Linked DNA regions of Mus musculus: regions 2 and 3 are each linked to region 1. The links are chromatin contacts, called in public HiCAR-type and promoter capture Hi-C maps. All regions are on one chromosome and are shown on one strand. The core of a region is the stretch at or near the end of the contact, and the rest is flanking DNA. Distances in the headings are between cores, read along the strand shown.

Region 1 (4,668 bases), core at 1,508-4,007:
ATCACAAAGGAACTCATACAATATGTACTCACTGATAAGTGGATATTAGCCCAGAAACTTAGGATACCCAAGATATAAGATACAATTTGCTAAACGCATGAAACTCAAGAAGAACGAAGACCAAAGTGTGGACACTTTGCCCCTTCTTAGAATTGGGAACAAAACACCCATGGAAGGAGTTACAGAGACAAAATTTGGAGCTGTGATGAAAGGATGGCCCATCTAGTGATTGCCATATCCTGGGATCCATCCCATAATCAGCTTCCAAACGCTGACACCATTGCATACACTAGCAAGATTTTGCTGAAAGGACCCAGATATAGCTGTCTCTTGTGAGACTATGCCGGAGCCTAGCAAACACAGAAGTGGATGCTCACAGTCAGCTATTGGATGGATCACAGGGCCCCCAATGGAGGAGCTAGAGAAAGTACCCAAGGAGCTAAAGGGAAATGCAACCCTATAGGTGGAACAACAATATGAACTAACCAGTACCCCGGAGCTCTTGTCTCTAGCTGCGTATGTATCAAAAGATGGCCTAGTCGGCCATCACTGGAAAGAGAGGCCCATTGGACTTGCAAACTTTATATGCCCCAGTACAGGGGAACGCCAGGGCCCAAAAGAGGGAGTGGGTGGGTAGGGGAGTGGGGGTGGGTGGGTATGGGGGACTTTTGGGATAGCATTGGAAATGTAAATGAGGAAGATACCAAATAAAAATTTAAAAAAAAAAAAGAAAGAAAATGGGGCTAGAGAGACCGCTCAGTGGTTAAAGGCATACACTGCCCTTGTTGAGGCCCCGAGTTTGAGTCTCAGCACCCACATAAACGGTTTACTACTGGCGAGGCTTAGGAATTCAAGTTTCTTGTACTGACTTCTTTTGTTCTGTGATTTGGCTCTCCTGTGTGTACAGACACTGGACACACCTGCCTTTGATTGTATAATCAGTAATAACTTAATCAGTCTCTCTATAATTTTCTATTACTTTTTAAAACTTTATGTATAGGAGTGCTCTATCTGCATGTACAACTGAATACCAGAAGAGGGTAATAGACGGTAGATGGTTGTGAGCCACCATGTGGTTGCTGGGAATTCAACTCAGGACTCTTGTGAGTGCCCGACTCGCCAGCAAAGCAGATACCACAACAGGATCCTTCTGCACACGTTTATTGGGAGAGCTTGATTGCAGAGGCAAAAAGACCCCCACACCCAGAACTGTTGCTGCTTATATAGGCCTAGGAGAGGCGTGTCTCACACCCAGATTGGTTATGCTTTCCACCTCATTTGCATGTTCCTCATCTGATTGGCTATTCTCTCTCAGTACCTCACTGAGCCTCATTATCATACCTCATTTGCATGCCCCCCATCTGATTGGTTATTCTCTCAGTATCTCATGGAGCCTCATTATCATGCCCGGGCGAGGCAGTGACTTGGTGAAAAACTTTACTGCATATGTACACATTGGTTGTTTACCCAAACTTATGCGTGGTGGCCAGCGCCACCCTGCAACGGCACATGTGGCTTCCCACACACAGGACCTCTGGAAGAGCAGCCAGTGCTTTTTAATGCTCTTAACTACTGAGGCATCTCTCCAGGGCCCTCCCATTCTAATTTTATCAAGTCTAATGGTTCTGTCTTCAGAGAATCCTGACAAGGATGGACCTGATAGACACAGGTCCCAAATTTATTCCACATAGGAGACTAAGGCAGAAGTATAGAAAGTTCAAAGCCAGCCTGGGGAACTTAATGAGATCATCTCAAAGTGTTAAGTTTAACATGGCAGTAAAGACTTACCATCATTTGACCAGGTGGAGGCAGAGGACCAAGAATTTAAGGCCAACCACGGCTACACAGTCTGAGGCAAGTCCAATCCACGTGACATCCTGTTTCAAAAAAAACCCAAACCAATATCACCAACAATAAGAACCCTCTTCCCAAACATTAAAAGGGGTGGTAGGTGGCTTAGTGCATGAGCTAGAGTCAACACAGCTTATTACACACATGGCCTGAAAACGGGAATTTGGAACATGGGGCAACTGTTCAGGATTAAGACACGATGCTGAGCTCTGTGAAGGTCCTGGCCATTCAGTTGTCTTTATACAAACCACTCGAGTCAGTCTACGTTTCTCTTCGCGTCCCCAGATTAGGAAATGGCTAAGAGGTCTGGTGGGAAAATCTGTCAGCAGAAGGAACCCAGCAGCCTTACCAAGCTTATGGGGAGCTGGGGGCAGGCTGGACGCAGATGCAAGGCTCAGCAAGCGCGGGATGGAGTAAAAAAGGAGTCTTGGAAACCCAGAGGCCTCACCGCCCACTTCCTGGGCACCTAAGGCGGAAATAGCAACAGCTGGCGAGGCGACGCTGACCCCTTAGTTTGTGCCCGGCTGCGGTCACGTGGGCCAGAGCACGCGAAGACGCCCCGCCTCCGGCTCACGCAAACCAGGGGCGGGCGCGTGGGTGACGCCTCTGGCGCACGCTGCGGGCGTGAGCAGAGTGTATGGGCGGGGCCACCGGGGCTCTAAATTGGCGTGGGCGGAGCCTTGGGAGAGGGAACCTCGGCTGTGTGGGTGGGGCATGTAGGCGGGGTCTCCGGCGCAAGCCGCAAGATGGGTGGGAGTCGGCTGGCGGGGGTGGGGCATCCAGCGAACGCCGTGGGAGGAGCCTCTGCCGCGTGCTGTGGGTGGGGAGTGTTGGGAGCGGGCTGGCGTGGGCGGGGCTTCCATCGCGCGCCGCGGGCGGGGGCGGGACGTGTGGGCGGTGCCTCCCGGTGCTCCCGGGCTTCGGGGGCGGTGGTGGTGGCGGTGGCGACCGCGGCGAAGACGACAACGAGAGTGGGGCTACACGCGGAGGGACACCACGGCCATGACTGCGGAGCTGCAGCAGGACGACTCGGCGGGGGCGGCGGACGGCCATGGCTCGGTGAGCGGCGGGTGAGGGTAGCGGGGCCCGGGTTCCGGCTGAGAGGGGCGCGGCGGGCCAAGCGGGCGAGGGCCGACAGAGGCCGGGGCCTGCGGGCTAGGGCGAGAGCAACCCGGTCTTCCCGGGACTTTGCGAGGCTGGGTCCGCGAGCCTGTGTGAGGTTGCCTGGGTGTATAAGCCAGCTAAGGTTCCGAGCGGGATTGTGGGACCCGGTGCTAGGGACCCTAACGGGAGGGGTTGCACGTGAGATCGTAGGCAGCGAGGTCACCCCGAAGTGTGCACCGGGCCCGACCCAGCAGCTAAAAACTTCCCAAAAGCACGGCCACGGTGCCTTGTTCTGACTCTCAAATCAGTTTTATGGCAGTGGCTTCTCTGAGGCTAACGCAGACTTAAGTTATCTCACTTAAAGCCGGCGTTTATCAACAAAGTGCAAAAAAGACCCGGAGCCCCACTCCTCCCTTTTCCCGCCCCGCTTTTCATTCAGTTCTTTTTTTCCCTCGGAAACAAATCAGCTTCCCGAATTATCTCATTGATCACTGTAGGTTTTGAAGGAGGGGAGAGAAAAGCACAATGAATAGAAGGCACTTTACTATGTTCCTAGTAATATAAAAAGGTTGAAAAATATTACAAGGCTCTTAGGGCTTAGATGGTGGGCCTTTAGTAACACTGATTTGGAAAAAAAATCAAAAGGCTCATAATGTCTTTTAAAGAAACTTGGGAAGTGGGCAATTTGAGACTGTCATCCAGTTTTACTTTGGAATGTTATAACGTAACACAACATCCTCGTCCCTCAAGAACTGCACTTTTTAAATGACAAAATGGAAAACCTATACCAAGGATTCAAATACCGAGTTTGCAGTCGAGAAAATTTATAAAATATTTAGAATAAAAATTTGAGATACTGCTAAGAAAAACTCTATAATTAAATTCTATAATTAATGTCTTCTATAGTTAAATTTTAATAATTTGAGGTGCTGAGGATCAAGCCTAGGGCCTATCGCATGAGATAATCAAGCACTACACCCCCAGACTACAAGTTTAAAACATAGCAGGCTCTTTAAAATTCATGTAGAAAAAGATATCTCTAAGTCTTGGCCTGTAAAATGAAAGTAGGTGGATTTTTTTTTTTTTTTTTTTTTGGCGATCAGATAAAAATTGTTTATTACTCAACAGTGTCTTTTGGACATTGGGTCTGTATTTTTCTCTGTTTTCCTCCCCACAAGTCTACTTGTGTTGGGGACAGTGACTTATAAACAGGTGGTGAGATTTGGTTTTGAGACAGTCATATTGATACTATTTTGAGGGAGAGCAAGTCATATTTAAATTTGTTCTGGGCCCGTCATTTAAGACCACATGCCTTTCGATCAGTGGTATTTTCATTTACCTCTGTCACAGGCTGCTGAGGAGTGACCGGTAGTTGAGCACTCTCTATTTGAGGGTTTGCATGTAAGGTGTTTGAGCATTGTGTATAAAGTCAGAGCTATTTTGGGAAGGTTTGGCACTCCCAGGCTGTGGCTAGCTGCAGTAGCCTGATTCTGGGCGGGCGACCTGCGGAGTGATGACATTTACTGGTTAGTATTCCCAGAGATTTTGCCCCAGGCTGACAGATGATAAGCTTTGAAGGCTTGATAGCCCGTTGCCCTTTTTTCTCAGGTCAGGATAAAATGCTTGAGGCATGGGTTACCTTGAAGGTGTGGGTGCTGCATAACTTTGACATTTCATGAGAGTATTAATAACTTCTTCCTCTTGATAAGCTCC
Region 2 (4,668 bases), core at 799-3,298, 4.7 Mb before region 1:
AAGCTCAGAGGGAGGGCTCAGGGGTCCCAAGCCTAGATAATTCCTTAGGGTGGACAGCAGGAGTATTAGGGAGCGGAAAGCCGATTAGCTTAGCTCTCGAAAGAGCCACTCCCTAATTCTTCTACAGCAGTGGAAAGCAGGGTAGAAGAACTACCTGAGGAAGGGGGCACAGCCTGGGCTGGGTATGTCCTGCAGGCTTGAGATAGAGAAAACAAAATGCACAGAGCTCATTCACTTTCCCTAGCAAACTTCCCTGCGGTGGCAGCTTTCTTCTTCAAAAGTCATGCCAGTTGGGGAGATGAGTGCTTAGTTCCCCTCTCTCCTCCCCCTGCAGGAGAGGCCAATGTCCAGCTGAGTCAGCTGTCCCAGGGACAAGGTACAGGAAGAGCCAGGTTGGAGGGGTAGGGTCAATGTATAAACTGACAGATGTCATCTGGCTTTCAGCTGGCCAGCTGACAAGAGGAAACAGGAGAACTTCTTGGGGGCCACTTCAGTCTCTAGGCATCTGGATTAATAGGGCAAAGCCTCCAAGCTCTTATGGCTGGAAACAGAGAAAGACCTGTTTCCACAAGGAGCTGATAGTCTGATGGCCAGGAAGGGAAATGGTCCAGAAATGGGAGACCTCTGCCTTCCACCCAACCTCAGTCTCATGACTCTGATTCCTGCCCACTTCCTGGGAGGCCAGATGCCCAGGGTGCAACGGGTGGAGGTGGCTGGCTGCTCTGGTTTATGAGCGACCCTGAAGGGGCAGCCCAAGTTCATGCATTAGAAAGGACGCAGGTTATCAATATGCCCTTTAACTAAACTACTTTCCTTTAACACTACACTGCAGGCCAGCCTGGAGGACTGTAGTAGTGAAATTACTAAAATATGGAGAGATGATTCAGTTACCGTGGGGGCTCTACCTGACCACCAGGGTTTGGGAGCCTGAAATCTTAACTGGGTGTGGTGGCATGAGGACCAGGCAAATTCCTTCTGCAGGTGCACCTGTCTCCCTTGGCCCAACCAGGCCAGTCTAGGCGGAAGTGCCCTAAGGCACACGGATTAGCGTTGCTATGAGAACAGTAACTTGTGCTGGGTTTAGAACCAGAGTACCTTGCTCACAAAAATAGAAAATTTGGTATATAACTGGACTTCTTTACAAGCCCCAGTCTAACCTGCACGCTCTTCTCTGATCTGAAAGAGAAAGCTGGAGGGTTCTCCAGTTGATCCCCAGCTCTAATCCAGCCCTCCTAACATGAGCAAGCTCTTCCCTAGAAGGCAAAGCTGAAGGGACGACACAGGGGCTCAGTGCAACTCACCCCGTCCCTGCAGGCCTGCTCATTCAAGGCTCGCACCCAAGCCCGTTGCCAGTTCTCCCGGAAAGACTTGAAGGCAAAGAGCGAAGCCAGGAGGCCCCGTACGCCGGCTTCCTCGGGGGTGCTGGTCCGGGTCGCCCGCAAACGCAGCAGCGAACGCCACACACCCAGCTCGCGCAGTGAACCCCCGGGCTCAGCAGCTGAGGCAGGTCGGGAGTCTCGGCCCCCATCGGCTCGCGACAGCCACAAACCCCGGGCATACTGCAGCATCCAGCCCAATACCGTGATCAGCGAGGCGGCGAAGAGAACCAGCAGGGCCGCCCAGCCCACATCCCGCTGCCCCCAGTCCGGATCCATGCTCCCGCGGGCTCGGGTCCCGGCTCGGGTTCAGCCGCTGCCCCGGGGGAGCATGGCCCGGATGGACCGTGGGGCGTGGGCGAGCTCCCCCGGGGCTGAGCGCGCGGGCTCCGGGGCTCTCCGGCGCCGCCGAGATTCCAGGACCAGTGGGTGCCACGGATGGAGAAGAGGTCCTCCGGGGTCGCGACGCTCGAGCTCTGTCTCCGTAGCCAGAGATCTGGATCCCTAACACCGGCGGTGTGACCCCAGCTAGGTTCCAGCTATCACCCGATTCCTCCCACGGCGTGGGGCCCCGCCGGACCCGGGCAGGGACCAGCCTGCAGAGATACCGGGGCTCGCGGGCCGGCACCGGCTCCGGGAGGGCTGCGTGCGCAGAACTGACACTGACAACACCGCCGGCGCCCCGCCCCCACCCGCCCTTAAAGGAGCCGCGCCCTCACCGGGCGGGGCTGAGCTAACCCGCCGCTCAGAGCTAGAGGAGGGTGGAGTGGGGGAGGGTTGAGTTGCACACGTAGAGGATTCCGGGATGAGAATAGGCGGAGTCTTTAGCTGTTCCGCCCCGTCCTGAAATCCCTGTGCACCCCTTCAGTACCAGGCAAGGGAACTTCACTTATCTGAGATGACGCCTGGTTCTCCCTACGTTTCTTAGATTTCTATGGGTTGGACGCCTGTAGGTTAAAAATTAGTCCCTGTGGAAATCACCACTCACTTTTAACACCTCCTGGCTCAGCAGCTTCTGGTCTTACTCCTTGACTGAAGCTAGCTAGGCACTGGGTGAAGAGGGAGTAAGGTGTCCCTCCCAGATAGAAGTGCCTGACAAAACCCAGCTAATGTCAACGGCGGCGAGAAAAATGAAGCTTAACGTGATAAAGGTTGGGAATAGAACACTACCATCGTCCTCCTTCCCCTTGGAGCTAGGATTCAGGAACCCCCTATTAACCTTGCTTGCGTGGGTTTGTTCTCGAGATATTTCCCAAGCCCAAGGCTGAGTCTGTTTTTAAAAATAATACATTTCCATAGTAACAGCTCCTGCCTGTGGAGCACGTGTAGAAGGGATGGCAATGAAAAGGGGAGCTAGCATTGTAGCACTGGACTATCAATAGATTTGGTCAAAAGTCTCTCATCCAAATATGTGGCATCCCGTGTAGTGCCACCTGACTGTCGTCCTAGCTACTTAGGAGGCTGAAACAGGGTGATACCTTTGCCAAGGAGTTTGAAACCAGCCTGGGTGAGAGCGCATCACAACCAAACCCCATCCCACACACCAAATATGTAATATCCCAGCCAACTCCGAAGAAATGGTGTTCCAGGAAGACTGCACAATTTACAACCTCTGGATGTACCCTTTTCTCTAGATCCTCATAAGATTGGAGCTCATCTTTGTTTCTTGGGGCCAGGGGAAGGTATCTATAAAAAAAGATTAGGGGCAATTCTTTTCTCAAGAGACATATATATGGTGAGGTGTCTGACACAATTTCTTCTGCGCACAAGATAGGATGTGATGTTAAATATCTTTCAAATCCATTTGTCTAAGGAACAAGCCCATGAGAGTAAACAATATAAGGTCTAGGGGTAGGTAAAAAAAAAAAAAAATGGCTGTCAGCAACAGAGCTGTCTGATCTAGAAGAGGAAAGGGTATGTAGCTTGAGATAGCCTGATTTTACTGCAAGGGGTGATAGACAGAGGTGAGATTGTGAGGCAACATTGCTGTGACCCTAACCATCCACAGCGAGCTCCAAAACTAATGGAGATCACTAGAATCTCCATCATTAATCTAGGAACAGAAGACATGGAGCCAAGGAAGGAGAGAACGCTGGGATATAACCTAGGAGAAAGGAGTCAGCAGGAAGAAAATCCATGTTCAAGGAACCCAGTGATGCAGGAAATTGTCGTAATGCAAGGTTCTTCTCCACCAAGATTCCTTCCTGAGGAACGCTGGTTCTTCTCCTCTGCAGAACTCTCTTCTCTGGCAGTGAGTGGGAGGGCTCACCTGTATGCCCCGCTCTATGAAGGCTAAGTAAGGACTGAATTCAAGGTCAGCCTGGAATATACAGGAAAGCCAGGCATGGTGGTGTATCCCTTTAGTTCCAGAGCTTGGTCAGGGAGGGGGCAGAGGCAGGCTGATCTCTATTACTTGAAGGCAGCCTGGTCTAAATAGTGAGTTCTAGGCCAGTTAAAGCTATACATTAACACCTTGTGTCAAAAAAAAAAAAAAAAAGAGTCCGTTATCTACAATCTTAGGCTTATTTCTTCAATTTTTTCACTGGACACTTGGTCCTGTTCTTCCAGATCCAGCTGGATCTCTCTGGTTTCCACATCTCTCTTCCACCAATTACTTAGCCTTTGGGCACTTATTTCATTTTGCTTTATGGTTTAGCTGAGTGTTTATATGAGCGCGTTGTTTAACTCATCAGGAAACTCAGACTAGAACTGATGTCCCAATCATCTCTCTTCCTCTCAACGAATGTATCTCAATTATGCTGAGTTATTCTGTGAAGGAAGCAACTCAGTTCTTCTTATCCTTGTGTTCCCTACATCACTTAGGAGAGTCTTACACCATAGAGATTTTCCAGTGGTCACGTTTTTCTTGTTTTGCTTTTGTTTTCTGGAACAGGGTCTCACTGGCTGGCTTGGAACTCACTATGTAGATCAGGCTGCTCTTGACCTCATAGAGATCCCCCTGCCTCTGCCTCTCAAATGCTGGGATTGAAAAGGTGTACCATATACCCCTACCTCAGTTATCTAGGAGCTTGAAGCCTAGCTCAATTGGTAAAGTGCTGGCTTAGCAGAAACAAAGGCCTGAGTTTGACCGCCAGCGTCACATAAACTAGGCATGGTGGTACACACCTGTAACTCACCCCACAGGAAGAGGGGAAACAAGGTAGAAAGATCAGACGTTCAAGGTCAGGCTGGCCATATGGTCTACTTAGTAAATTCAAGCTCAGCCCAGGATATGTAAGAACCCCTCTTAAGATGTCTCAATGGAAAATAGTCTGATAGGGTTTAGGATAGG
Region 3 (4,668 bases), core at 794-3,293, 3.0 Mb before region 1:
GCAGGGGATCTCTGAGTTTGATGACAGCCTGGTCTACACAGTGAGTTCCAACACAGTGAAGGCTTCAAAAGAGAAACCCTGTCTCAAAATGAGTGAGTTTGTATAAAATGAGGAGGGGGCTGGATAGAGCTGGCCCAGCAGTTAAGAGCAGGTACTGCTCCTCCACAGGTCCTGGGTTTGATTCCCAGCACCCACATCCCAGCTCCTGACTGTCGTTTGCTCCACCTCCCAGAGGTAGTACCCAATCCCTAGGAGTTCAAAAACTAAAAACCAACACTTCCCACCTCACCTTACTGGGTCAGAATAATCTCCTTAGCCAGGGAACTGCAGGCTTCCTATGAAAAACTAGCAAGGAGGCGATAAAAGGTGGGCAACTGTGTACATTTCCATGAAAAACTATTTTGCAGAGCAAACTTTGTTGTCCTTCAAAAATCTCCAGGGAGAGAAGGCAGTCCTAATCCTAAACTTTCTATCTTCCCCACTTAATTTAGACCTCAACGACACAGCACAGCACCGGACTCTCTACACTAGTGGTGTGGAAGTCAGTCCCAACAAAACAACTACAACCCCTCAAGCTCAGCCGGGGTGTGTGTGTGTGTGTGTGTGTGTGTGTGTGTGTGTGTGTGTGTGTGTGAGAGAGAGAGAGAGAGAGAGAGAGAGAGAGAACCTAGAAGCTTGCTGAGACTTTTGAATGAGAATGAAAAGATTTAGGATGCTTCCATTAAGGCCTGAGGCTTTTCATTTTGCTTCAGAGAGTTGGCAGAATTATTCTGAAGAGGAAGGCAAGCCTCGTCCAGAATGCCCTGCCCCGGTCTCTGGTGGGCGGCCCCCCAGGATCCAGCCCATCCATAATTTATTATCAAGTGCCCATGCCAACAAATTAATGCACAATGATTCCCTCCCCTGCTCTCCCACAAGGAGGCAACCTTTAAGTCTGAACAATGTGCCCAGAGAAGGAACTGACGGGCAGACACAAGCCTCATCCAAGGGAAAGATAAGCTTGCATTTTTCTCTTTTCCACACCTTTTCCTCTGGCCCATTCTCTCCACTCAACTCAACGCTGTAGAAAATGCAAGTCTAGGACCTGCTCTTAGCGTCTTGGTGCCCTTCCCTTTGTCCATAGCCACGTTCTTCAGAGACGCCAACGCTTTATGGCTTTGGGTTTCCTTAAGATCCGTATATACATGATGAAAGGCAACGTCAGCCTGGGAGCTATGGAAAGGATAACGAGTCACTCTGCCATGAGTAACTCAAACCTGGAGACCACAGGCTCTGACCCGCTAAGTGGACATGGACCACAAGGGCTGGGGAGAGGAAACACACCTCCAAGGAAACTACTCACTGACAGATGTACCTGGCTGGCGGTAGGCCATCGGCCAAGTCACCAACGCCTGGGCCTCGTCGCCGAATGAAGTGGGTGACCCTTAAGGCTAGCCTCTACCAATCCTTTCAGAGCCCTGACACGGGTCTTTGGGAAGTATAAGCGAAGGCAACAGAGAAGTTTCGAATGAGGAGACAATTTTCGACGAGAAGGGCAAAGAGCGTGATCCGTTAAAAAAAAAAAAAAGGCACAACCCAGTCACAGGCTTGGGCCTAGAGGTCCCACCCCGGGGATGGAGGGAAAAGGCGACAGCTGAGGCAGGAGGCCGGGCCAGGGGACCCGCGGGCCGCTCAGCCGCTGGCCAGGGTGGAACCAGGGCGCCGCAGGGCAGCGGCGACGGCGCGGGGCCCCGGAGGCCCTGCAGGGCGACAGCGCGGGGCGCGGCGGGGGAGGGGCGGCGTGGGGGAGGGGAGCCGGGCCTCACAATACCGGCTCGCCCGCGCGTCCCACCCGTCACGACGAGGCCCCGGCTCCGCGGTCCCCACGATGCACTCACACAGGCAGAGGGTCCGTGCGGGGCCCTCAGCGGCTGCGGCGTCGGCGGGTTGCGCTTCAGTCGCTCGCTTGATCCCGACGGCCGCGTTCCGGCGCGCGTCCCCTCCTCGGGCCCCAGCACCAAGCAGCAGCGCCTCCACTTCCGGTCCCCCTGCCACTCGGGCAAATGGCTTCCGGAAGTCCCGCCCCTGGCTGCGGGGCTAGTTGCGGGGCGGGTGCGCCTCACTTTCCCTCGCAGTGCGCGCTCTTTGCTTGGCGCACAGGTCTACCGTCCCTGCCAAGTACTGACTTTGTTCTCTTTCTTTCCCCGACTTGAGCCTCCATCTTTCCTGTAACTGCCTTCCTGTCCTGATAGGATGACGGAAACTATCCGGAGATGGCCTTAGAGACAGTGTAGCTTGACCTCTCGCTGACGCTACTCCCTTCTTAGCCACTGATTTCCTCCACCGATGGGATAAACCAGATTGCAGAGAATGGGGAGAAATAGGCCCGAAGTTAAAAGGGGCAACCCCTACATTTACCAGCAGAATTTCTATGATGATACTCAGAATTGTGTGATAGATACCACTCGGGGAATAACAGAAACCCCAGTCTTTACCTTAGAAATCCATCCAGTTTAGGGGAGTACATAGAGAGTCAATGTAGAGATTAGATGCTAACGGCTGGATAAGTGCAGGACAGATCAGCGCCAAGAGGAGGGGCAAGAGATTGCGTCATCATTAGCAGGGAAACTTGGTGGAGCAGTGCCAGGGCTGGCTCTTTAATGATGGATAGGATTCATTCAAACTCATAATAGTGAATTGCAGAGCATTCCAGGACTCTGAAACTGATTGAGAATGTTCTTGAAACCTGTAAGCCTAAATTATCGAGATAATAAAATAAAATTTCAAATCACTTATGTGCTGCTTGTATTATCTCGAATGCAAAATAAAAATTTCAAGATAATGACTTTGTCACTGCCTCCATAACTCTTCTGCAGATATTCCAGTTACATATGGTACACTAGCAAGATCTCAGTAAGTGCTGTTTTAAGTGTTTTGATCAAGAGAATATCGTAAAGGGTTATTTAAACAGTTTAGTATTAAATACACTGTTAAGAGAAACAACTTGAATTGGTTTCCAATGATAAAGCCCTATGTCTGGGTTGTTTTTGTCAATGACACAAATCAGGGTCATTTGAGGAAGGGAACTTTAAAAATGCCTTCATCCGATTGGCATGTAGGCAGTCTATGAGGGTATTTTCTTGATTAATAATTGATGGGCGTATCCCACTGTGAGTGGTGCCACTTGGCGAAGGTGGCCCTGAGTTGAGTTGTATAAGAGCACACAGTCAGTCAGTAAGAAACGACATTCTATAGCTCCAGTTCCTACCCTGACTTCTCTCTGTGACAGCTGTGATCTGAGAGCTGTAAAGGAAGTAAGTCCTTTCCTCTCCACTTGGCTTTTAGTCATGGTGTTCCCCCTTCTCTCTCTCTCTCTCTCTCTCTCTCTCTCTCTGTCTCTCTGACACACACACACATTTTGATACTATCTTTTATTCATAAGAAACCTTGATTGATTGCTTGCTCTTAAAATGAAAAACGTAGCCCAGGATAGCCTCCACTTCACTCTGCAGCTATGAACGTAGGACCTTCCTGCTTCCTCCCTTCCTGGGTGCCACCATGCTTGGGTCTCACACAGTCCTTCAGGATTGAGTACAGGGCTTTATGCGTCTTAGACAAAAACTATCAACTGAGCTACATTCTCAGCTCTACAAAACTTTTCTTCAAGCCCTTAAGGCTCCTCATTTTTGGTTGTACTATAGATTGAACCCAAGGAGACATTCTATATTTGAAAATCCTGGGGGTTGGCGAGATGGTTCAGCAGTTAAGAGCACTGACTGGCTGGGTTGTGGTGGCGCAAGCCTTTAATCCCAGCACTTGGGAGGCAGAGGCAGGCGGATTTCTGAGTTCGAGGCCAGCCTGGTCTACAGAGTGAGTTCCAGGACAGCCAGGGCTATACAGAGAAACCCTGTCTCAACCCCCCCCCCCCCGCAAAACAAACAAACAAACACACAAAACAAAAACAAAAAAAAAAACAAAAAAAACCAAAGCACTGACTGCTTTTCCGAAGGTCCTGAGTTCAAATCCCAGCAACCACATGATGGCTGGCAACCATCCGTAATGAGATTTGATGCCCTCTTCTGGTGTGTCTGAAGACAGCTACAGTGTACTTACATAAAATAAATTAATCTTTGGGCTGGAGTGACTGGGACTGGAGTGAGTAGAGGTCCTGAGTTCAATTCCCAGCACCCACATGATGGCTCACAACCATCTGTATAGCTACAGTGTACTCATATACATAAAATAAATAAATAAATAAATCTTAAAAAAAAAAAAAAAAGAACGCCGGGCGTGGTGGTGCATGCCTTTAATCCCAGCACTCGGGAGGCAGAGACAGGTGGATTTCTGAGTTCGAGGCCAGCCTGGTCTACAAAAGTGAGTTCCAGGACAGCCAGGGCTATACAGAGAAACCCTGTCTCAAAAAACAACAACAAAGAAAAAAAAAAGAAAAGAAAGTCCTGGGGCTGAAGAGATGGCACAGTGGTTAAGCGTACCTACTACTCTTGCAGAGGACCCAAGCTGGTTTCCCAGCTCCCATATCCCATGGCTTACAACACCCTGTAACTCCAGCTCCATGGGACCCAATGCCTTCCTCTACACTTACATGCATGTACCCACATGACACATGTATGCGAATGATTAAAATAGCATATTCTTTTCCAGTGAAGTAGAATTCTAAGTAGTTCCTTC

Evidence for each region. Promoter capture Hi-C pulls out the DNA fragments that hold promoters and counts their contacts. HiCAR-type assays count read pairs that join an accessible place to other places.
Region 2: a contact with region 1 is called in a promoter capture Hi-C map of pre-B cells. The contact joins the promoter of C2cd2l here to the promoter of Usp28 in region 1. A contact is called at or near these places in 2 of 39 promoter capture datasets (cranial neural crest and pre-B cells).
Region 3: a contact with region 1 is called in a HiCAR-type map of astrocytes, with 7 times the contacts expected there. The contact joins the promoter of Pafah1b2 here to the promoter of Usp28 in region 1. A contact is called at or near these places in 2 of 39 promoter capture datasets (the C10 cell line and pre-B cells) and 1 of 115 datasets of contacts at active chromatin or transcription factors (astrocytes).

Annotation. Positions count from the first base shown.
Region 1 is chr9:48,982,628-48,987,295 of GRCm38.p6, forward strand. Usp28 (ubiquitin specific peptidase 28) reads left to right here and starts at 2,758. Exons shown (of 25, transcript NM_001359739.1): 1 at 2,758-2,910. The coding sequence starts at 2,854. It overlaps Gm51673 (a long non-coding RNA gene), which reads right to left and starts at 2,502. Exons shown (of 3, transcript XR_003948157.1): 1 at 2,201-2,502; 2 at 1,789-1,877.
Region 2 is chr9:44,318,234-44,322,901 of GRCm38.p6, forward strand. C2cd2l (C2 calcium-dependent domain containing 2-like) reads right to left here and starts at 2,049. Exons shown (of 14, transcript NM_027909.2): 1 at 1,302-2,049. The coding sequence starts at 1,655.
Region 3 is chr9:45,982,828-45,987,495 of GRCm38.p6, forward strand. Pafah1b2 (platelet-activating factor acetylhydrolase, isoform 1b, subunit 2) reads right to left here and starts at 2,044. Exons shown (of 6, transcript NM_008775.3): 1 at 1,878-2,044.